2 separate regions of the Mus musculus genome follow, and region 2 is linked to region 1. Evidence: chromatin contacts called from public HiChIP or PLAC-seq data. All regions are on one chromosome and are shown on one strand. The core of a region is the stretch at or near the end of the contact, and the rest is flanking DNA. Distances in the headings are between cores, read along the strand shown.

Evidence for each region. HiChIP or PLAC-seq counts read pairs in DNA pulled down with a chosen protein or histone mark.
Region 2: an H3K27ac HiChIP or PLAC-seq map of heart atrium shows a contact between it and region 1, with 7 times the contacts expected there. The contact joins two enhancer-like sites. A contact is called at or near these places in 1 of 484 Hi-C or Micro-C datasets (bone marrow-derived macrophages) and 5 of 115 datasets of contacts at active chromatin or transcription factors (CD8 T cells, bone marrow-derived macrophages, cardiomyocytes and 2 more).

The regions. Positions count from the first base shown.
Region 1 is chr12:54,285,886-54,289,354 of GRCm38.p6, reverse strand. No RefSeq gene overlaps it. Among named protein-coding and RNA genes, the nearest start is that of 1700104L18Rik, 54 kb to the right of the region's middle. Within about 2 kb of position 2,079, at least 53 of the 459 cell types and tissues checked have an H3K27ac peak or open chromatin away from gene starts, as enhancers often do. A contact at or near this core is called in heart atrium, where this site is marked.
Region 2 is chr12:54,488,337-54,491,955 of GRCm38.p6, reverse strand. No RefSeq gene overlaps it. Among named protein-coding and RNA genes, the nearest start is that of Gm36213, 11 kb to the right of the region's middle. Within about 2 kb of position 2,080, at least 12 of the 459 cell types and tissues checked have an H3K27ac peak or open chromatin away from gene starts, as enhancers often do. A contact at or near this core is called in heart atrium, where this site is marked.

The DNA of each region.
Region 1 (3,469 bases), core at 830-3,329:
GGTTGGGTGGGTTCAGACTCTCAAGACAACAGCCTCTGTGTCCGAGCTTAGGGATGACGGGGAACACCCTGCTTCTTGCTCTCTTGTCAAATTAGAAGATGCTTTCCTCTCTCCAAACTCAACTGAGATAGATATCGGCTTTGACTTTGGGGGGTGGGGTGGGTAAGCTTGGTGGCAGATCGGGCCGCACCTGTGGCCTTGTTTTTACTCTGAGGAATTTGGGGTTCAGTCAGGGTTGAGATTGGATCTCAGGACCCATGTTGGTTGGCACTTTACAGGGGGAAAAGCCTGTGGGTGCTGGTCCGAAAGGAACTGAAGAAGGCTACAGTTGTACTGTGCTCAGCCTGAGGTGGTGGCAGTGTTATCAGAGTGTCATGCTTTGGGACCAGTGTGCTGGCTTAGGGCTGATGGGGCTCACTGCCAAGCTGTAAGCTCAACGCCTTGGCCTTCACACAGTGGAGGGAGGAAAGTAATTCCTTCAGCTTATTGTCCTCTCGTCTCCACTCAGATGCTTTAACACACACACACACACACACACACACACACACACACACACACACACGATGGTTTAAAAATCTCAATTGCAAGCAGTTATGAGGCTGACAAAGGAGAGCAAGAGCTATACTTGAAGCTATACCATAGAACTGTGCTGGCACTTTCAAGCCATGAAGTGGCTGACCGACCCAGACGAGGGAGTTCAGGCAATTGCTGAAGACCTTTAGATCTCTCGGTTTACCTGCCCAGACATACCCAGGAAATAGAATTCAACTTATTGTTACTACTCCCCCAGATTAATAATCTGAGAAGCAAACAAGTGTGCTCCTTGTGAGACAAAGGGCAGCACTACCCTCACCTCCAAGATGAGAAAGAGCACTCCGCACCACGCTTTTGTGAGCATTGGATGGTAAAATGCATAGCTGAATGAGCCCTGAGTAATGCTGGATCCCCTCATTGACCGTTTCCATGGCTGCAAGGAATTGCCCCTTCTGAGAATGGCTTTCCAAAGTGGACACAGCGCTTAGAATTTGCATATCTGCGATTCTCCTTGCAACAAGGCAGGACTGTGAATAAAGCACAAACCAATAACTGCCTTTCCTGTCAATGTACAAGGCTCCCCAGAGAAGAGCTATGAGCATCTCCACCTTCCCCGAGGGTGGCCTTGAGCTTTGGACCTCTTAGCCTCCAGTGCTGGGATGACAGGGCTACAAAAGGATAATGGCTTCTGTTCAAACATAAACCTCAGTGTAACAGGAGCCTGGTGCATAGCTTACACTGTGGCTTTTGCCCAAGTACTGCTGAAAAGACCAGCAACTCCCCATGCAGAGACATTTCAGATCAGTTCCACTTCCTTTCCTAGCATCTCCTAGTTTGAAAACATTTCTCCTTCTGACTACACACAAAAGAGAGAGCTATAAAATCCTCATGCTGCGTTTGAGTGCTGGTCACTCCACTGAAGCAGACCTGGGAACCCAAAATGTTTTTTGTTTTGTTTTGTTTTTCAAATGGTGATTCATAAGGACTTGGTCATTAATGGGAAGAAAGTAGGAGTTTGGATCCTGGACGTAGGCAGCCTGGACTTGCTTCCTAGCTCTGCCACCTCACTGTCTACGTGACTTGGACAAAGTCACTGATTCTTGCCAAGCTTTGGTTTACTCGTGTACTGAGCAAGAAGATAATTGTATGCATCCTATAGGGTTGCAGTGATGAGTAAGGAAAGCAGGCTGGAGCTGCAAGTGGCATGGAATGCATAGCAGATACGAGCCAGCCATAATTAATACCATCATGTTCTGGGAAATGGGGAGGGAGGGGAGGTTTGGGGCCTTGAGGGAAACTGTGACCCAAAGGAAAAGGGCACAGCTAGCAACAGCCAGGCCTGTGACAGGGAGAGGCATAGAAAAGAGCACTGTACGGGAGGTATACGACCAGCTGCCAACTCCTAATGGGACAGGAGTGGTTGGCTCCTTGACAGGGATCTGCCACCCCAAAGCCCCTTTAGAATTTGACAGTCTCCATGATACTCTGTGGAATTCCTAGATACAATCTCCCTGCCAGCTGGCCCAAGATTTGTTCCAATGAGGATGACACTATAGCACAAGGCTGAATCAGTGACAGTCCCTTTGTTCTGTCTCCCAGACTCCTGCGTGCCGGTGTACAGACATGTCCAGCTTGGCAGGCAGCTGACATCTGAAGGATTCAGGTTGTTATCAGACGGACACTCACTAAACAGTATCCCTCCCGGCCTCTGCGGGGCATGCAGCCGTGCACGTAGGCCTGCATACCTCCTATCTCTGCCCAGGCAATTACATGCCAGCCACCCTGCCCCATTCCAAGACAGCTGGAGCCAGCTGGGGCACAGTGCGCGGCCAGGGACAGGAGCCAAGCAGTTTTTTCTCTCTCCATCCTTTTTGATGCCACGATGATTTTCTTCTAAGCAAAGGCCTGGACAGCAGTGGTCAATGTGGAGAAACCAAGCTGCAAGAACTTGAGACTAAGCTGTGCCTGCGCTGTAAGGGAGCTAATGGGCTCAGGACAGAGGACCAGGAAGCAGCTTCCTCCCTTCCTCTCCTGGTCTCAGACTGCCCCGAGAATTAGGCTCAGATCTGGGTTTAAACACTGCTGTGGGACTCAGAGTCTGCATGAGAAAGGTATATGTGTTGGCCCGGGTCCTTGCCCAGGGTCCAGGTTTGCAACACACCTGTGCTGGATAGTTTTATGTCAACTAAAGTCATCTGAGGGAGCCTCAATTTAAAGAAAAAAAAAAGACCTCTGTAAGATAAGGCTGTAGGCAAGTCAGTAGGGCATTTTCTTAATCAGCGATTGGTAGGAAGAGGACCCAGACGGCTGTGGGAAGTGCTGTCCCTCAGCTGGGTTCTTTAAGAAAGCAGGTTGAGCAAGCCATGGAGAACAAGTCCGAAAGCAGCATTCCCCCCCCCCCCACCCCCCATGGCCTCTTCATCAGCCTTTACCTCCAGGTCCCTGCCCTATCTGAGTTCCTGATCTGACTTCCTTTGGTGATAACCTGCGATGTGGAAGCTTAAGGTGAAAAAACCCCTTTCCTTGCAAAGTCGCTCTGGTGACGGCATTTCCTCACAGGAATAGTAAGCCTCACTAGGATGCCACCCAACTGCTTCTCAAAACAGAAAGAACAAGGCCAGGCCTTTCTGACTGTCTGTGACAACTCCCCATAGTTTGTGGCATCTTCTTGTGTGTGTTCTCTTACGTACCGTGTTGGAACACTAATGTCAGGACCACTTACTGACAGCTTGCTCTGCACCCTGCAGTTTGTAAGGGTGCTCGGAGTAGTCCTGAGTAGTCCTTTCTTGCAGACGAGGACCCTGAGCACTGTGATACAATATTAGGAAACTTGGTCAAGGACCCCCCCAGACAGAAACATGTAAGGCTAGCATCCGAATGAGGTTGTGTGACCCAGAGCAAGCTCCAACCACTGAGACGCTCAATCCCCTGTCAT
Region 2 (3,619 bases), core at 831-3,330, 200 kb before region 1:
GAAACATTGTGCTAGCATTAAGGGGGAAGAAGCAGGCAGAACTCTTTAAGTTCCAGGACCACCAGGGTTAGACAGTGAGACTCATTAATAAAATATCCCATACCCACGTACCAACCACCCCCCCCCAAAAAAAAAGCAGCAGCCCAGATCCTCATCTAACTTACAGTCTGGTGGCCATGCTGAGAAACTAGGCTCCAGTGTGTTTGTGTGTGTGTGTGTGTGTGTGTGTGTATTTGTGTGTGCGCACGCACACGCAGTTGCATGCACATACCTGTACAGGACTATTCTCCTAGCCAAACAGCTGTCATCTAAGGGGTTCAGCTGTTCCTACTTGCAAAAGATTGTCCCCGCTGCTGGGATCGTGGATGGTTTACAACCCCTCATAAAGGGGTGGGAAGGGTGCTGCTCAGCCTGTGATGGTCATCTGAATACCTAGCTGCTTCCAGTCACCCACTGTTTGCAGCCCTTCTCCAAGAGCACTTGGCCTCAAGGAGGGGCTGGTGTCTCTAGGCTGGGAAAGGCTAGGGAAGGGGAAATGTGCTTAAGTTAGCACCCCATTGTGCTCCATAAGCTAGCTCAGTAACTGAGTTGGTTTGTCCTTTGAGACCTTAGGAGGCAGGGTAGATGCTGCCTATGTCTCCTCTTGGGATGGGATGTTAGAAACGAGTGTGTAAGGCATGTCTGGAGGGCTGGGATGGCACAGAGCAGCATGGACTGAAGGATTCATAGGCCTTGTTGAACCATTTGGCTCATCTGGAGATAGTTCCCAAAGAAGCTCCTGATTCATGTGGAATGCTTGCTCTACACTCCGCCAGGGCTGTGGCTCTGCACTCCTTCATATGCTCATGCGGTTGGCGTGACTGAACTTTGGGGCCTCCCTCTGACCTGACTGATCCTAGACTTTACTCCTTCACAGTCAGATGCAAGCCAGGTCTTCTTCATTTGCCCTTCTCACCTCTCTTCTGGGGAGATGGTCCGGTTGTTTCTTTAACGTCCCTGGCTTTGTGGTCAGCAGTTTGACTACTAAGGAACAATTTCAGATGATTTGGGGCACAGGACTCATGGAATTTACAGAAAAGCCACACTGGGAGGCCTAGGAAATGCAGAAGCTGGAACAGTCCCAAGGAGCATAGCAGACAACATTTGTGGACCTTTACGAAGGGGGTCCCATCATTTGCATGGCTCAGCTTTTGTACCTCTTGATATAAATAGTCAAGAGAAAGGTATGTGAATTCCTTGTGCTTTAAAATCCACCCTGGTCTATTTAATGGTGGGTGAAGACTAGCCTTCCATGAAAGAACTTGGTGGTAGGGACCTAGGGCAGCTTTGGTGCAGGCTGCTGCTGGCAGGAGGCTTGCAGCAATGTGTTGATTTCTCTTCCCAAGCAGGAGAGAGAGTTAATTTAATACTTAAATTACAGGGACAAACCCCTGGCTCTGCCCAAACACTCTGCTCACCCTCCTGGGTCTGAGTGTCCTCCAACGTTGCTTCCTTGTTCCCTGTTATCAAACAGGTCTCATGGAAGGCACTGACCTGTGATTTTTGTGTTGTAAAAAAGCCAGGGTGTTTGATGCTCACATTTATCCGCTAGGGGAAAACACACACACACACACACACACACACACACACACACACACACACACACATTAAATGAGACTAATGGACTCTCGGGCACATGCACATTCCATTGCAACCGGCCCTGGGCCAGGCCACGCTGATTTTTCAGGTCGCAGATCTCCACGCAGCTGAGGTAGAGCCAAAAGGTCTGTCAGCTGCTGAACTTCCTCCCTCCAGGCTCCTTCCCTATCGAAATGCTTTCGAAAAGACTGTGTCTCCAGAGTTAAAATCCTAACGTGAAGCCAAAATCCAAGCCGATGACACTATTTAAAATGAGAGTTATCAAGTCACAGGTCCAGAGGGAAGGCCTCTTTGACCTAACGCTGAGCAATTTCTTATAGCCTTGCAGTCCATTTGAATCCCGGAGAGCTGAGTTTTCATTAAGCCTACTACTTACTGGAAGTGAGTGTCCCGCATCCGTCTGCTCTGGGTCCTAGGTCTTACCAGCAGCAGGCTCTAGGTGGAGCTACAATGCAACTTTAGTCACCTCAAAGTCCGCAGAAAAACTTAAGGAAATCACAGTGCTCAAAGACACTATATAGTAACACCATTTATGAAAAGGGGTACAACAATCACCACGTGGAGGCTTCTGTACGGGAGGCAGGCTAGGAGTGGGTGGGGTTGGTGACCACCGTTTTCAGTGACAAGTGGAAAGGCTTGTGGTGGCAAGGAATATGTAACTATTGGTGGTTTGTCAAGTCTTAATCCAAGAATCACTGTTCTCTTACCTCATGGGCGGAGAGAGGGCAGGCAGAGAGAATGGAAAGCCCGAGAAACAGAAAAAACAAGAGAAACACGAATTTAAAATATATATAATTGTAATTGTTTTATCTTGAAGGAGAATTTGGTCTAAGGCACACAAAATTCCTCTGGGTTCATACTTGAACCACGGAATTAAAGAGTGATGATCATTCAGGGTAGAGGGTCTTGATTAAAGGCTCTTGTTCATGAGTGGCCAGTGAATAAAAAGGAGCTAAGAGACACATCAGATATCTTTGCTTAGGGGGAACATAGGCTAATAGTTGTTTGTGTTAGGTTTATGTTTCTCAAGACGAATTTTGATGACTTTGGGGCTATATGGAAAGTCCTAATCTGAACCTTGATTTCTCTTGTTTTCCAAGAACACGTCCATCTTCTTACATTTCTAAAGTACTCTAACTCTCTGGTTCTCAGCCTGGATCAAACAGCACCAGCGTAGCACTTGTTAGAGAAGAAAATTCTTGAGCCATACCTGTGTTGGTTTATCATTACTGTCCACTTAACTCTATTAGGAATCACCTATGAGACATACTACTGGGTTATTTATAGATGATGATGATGTGTGTATGTGTGTCTCCAGGTATTTATGTAACACAACATATGGTTGTGAGCCACCATGTGGGTGCTGGGAATTAGACTCAGGTTCTCTGGAAGAGCAGAAACTGCCACTAACCTTTGAGTCATCTCTCCATTGACACATCCATCTGGATGTGTCTGTGAAGATGTTTTCAGAGAGGTTTAACTGAGGAGGAAAAGACCCACCCTGAATGTGGGTGGCATTGTCTCACGGGCTGAATTAAATGGAAGCAAAGGAGAGTGTGATTGGCTGACTCATGCCCCTGCTGGCGTTATTTACTTGCCATGATGGGCAATTTACCCATGAGCTAAAATAAACCCGTCCCTTGTTAAGTTTACCACAACCATGTTGTCACAGCCATGAGGCGGGGGATATGGGGCTTAGTGGGCTATAGTTCAGCTGTTCCTCCAGGTGCTTCTGAAACCTGCTGAAGTTCAAGTATACTAACTCCAGAGTCTCTCAAAATTTCACAGGGTAAAGTTGGAAGAGATAGGTGACCAGTCAACATTTGAGTCCCTATTCAGTTGGCACTGTGATAAAGTTGGCTACTAAAATAAAACTCTGTATTATTTAACCTATTTTCTTTCGTCCTCTGTAGAAAACCCGGACCTCTTCCTAGTCGTTAGCAGGGAAACTCATCATATGTAGTAAATGTTACGTGAATAA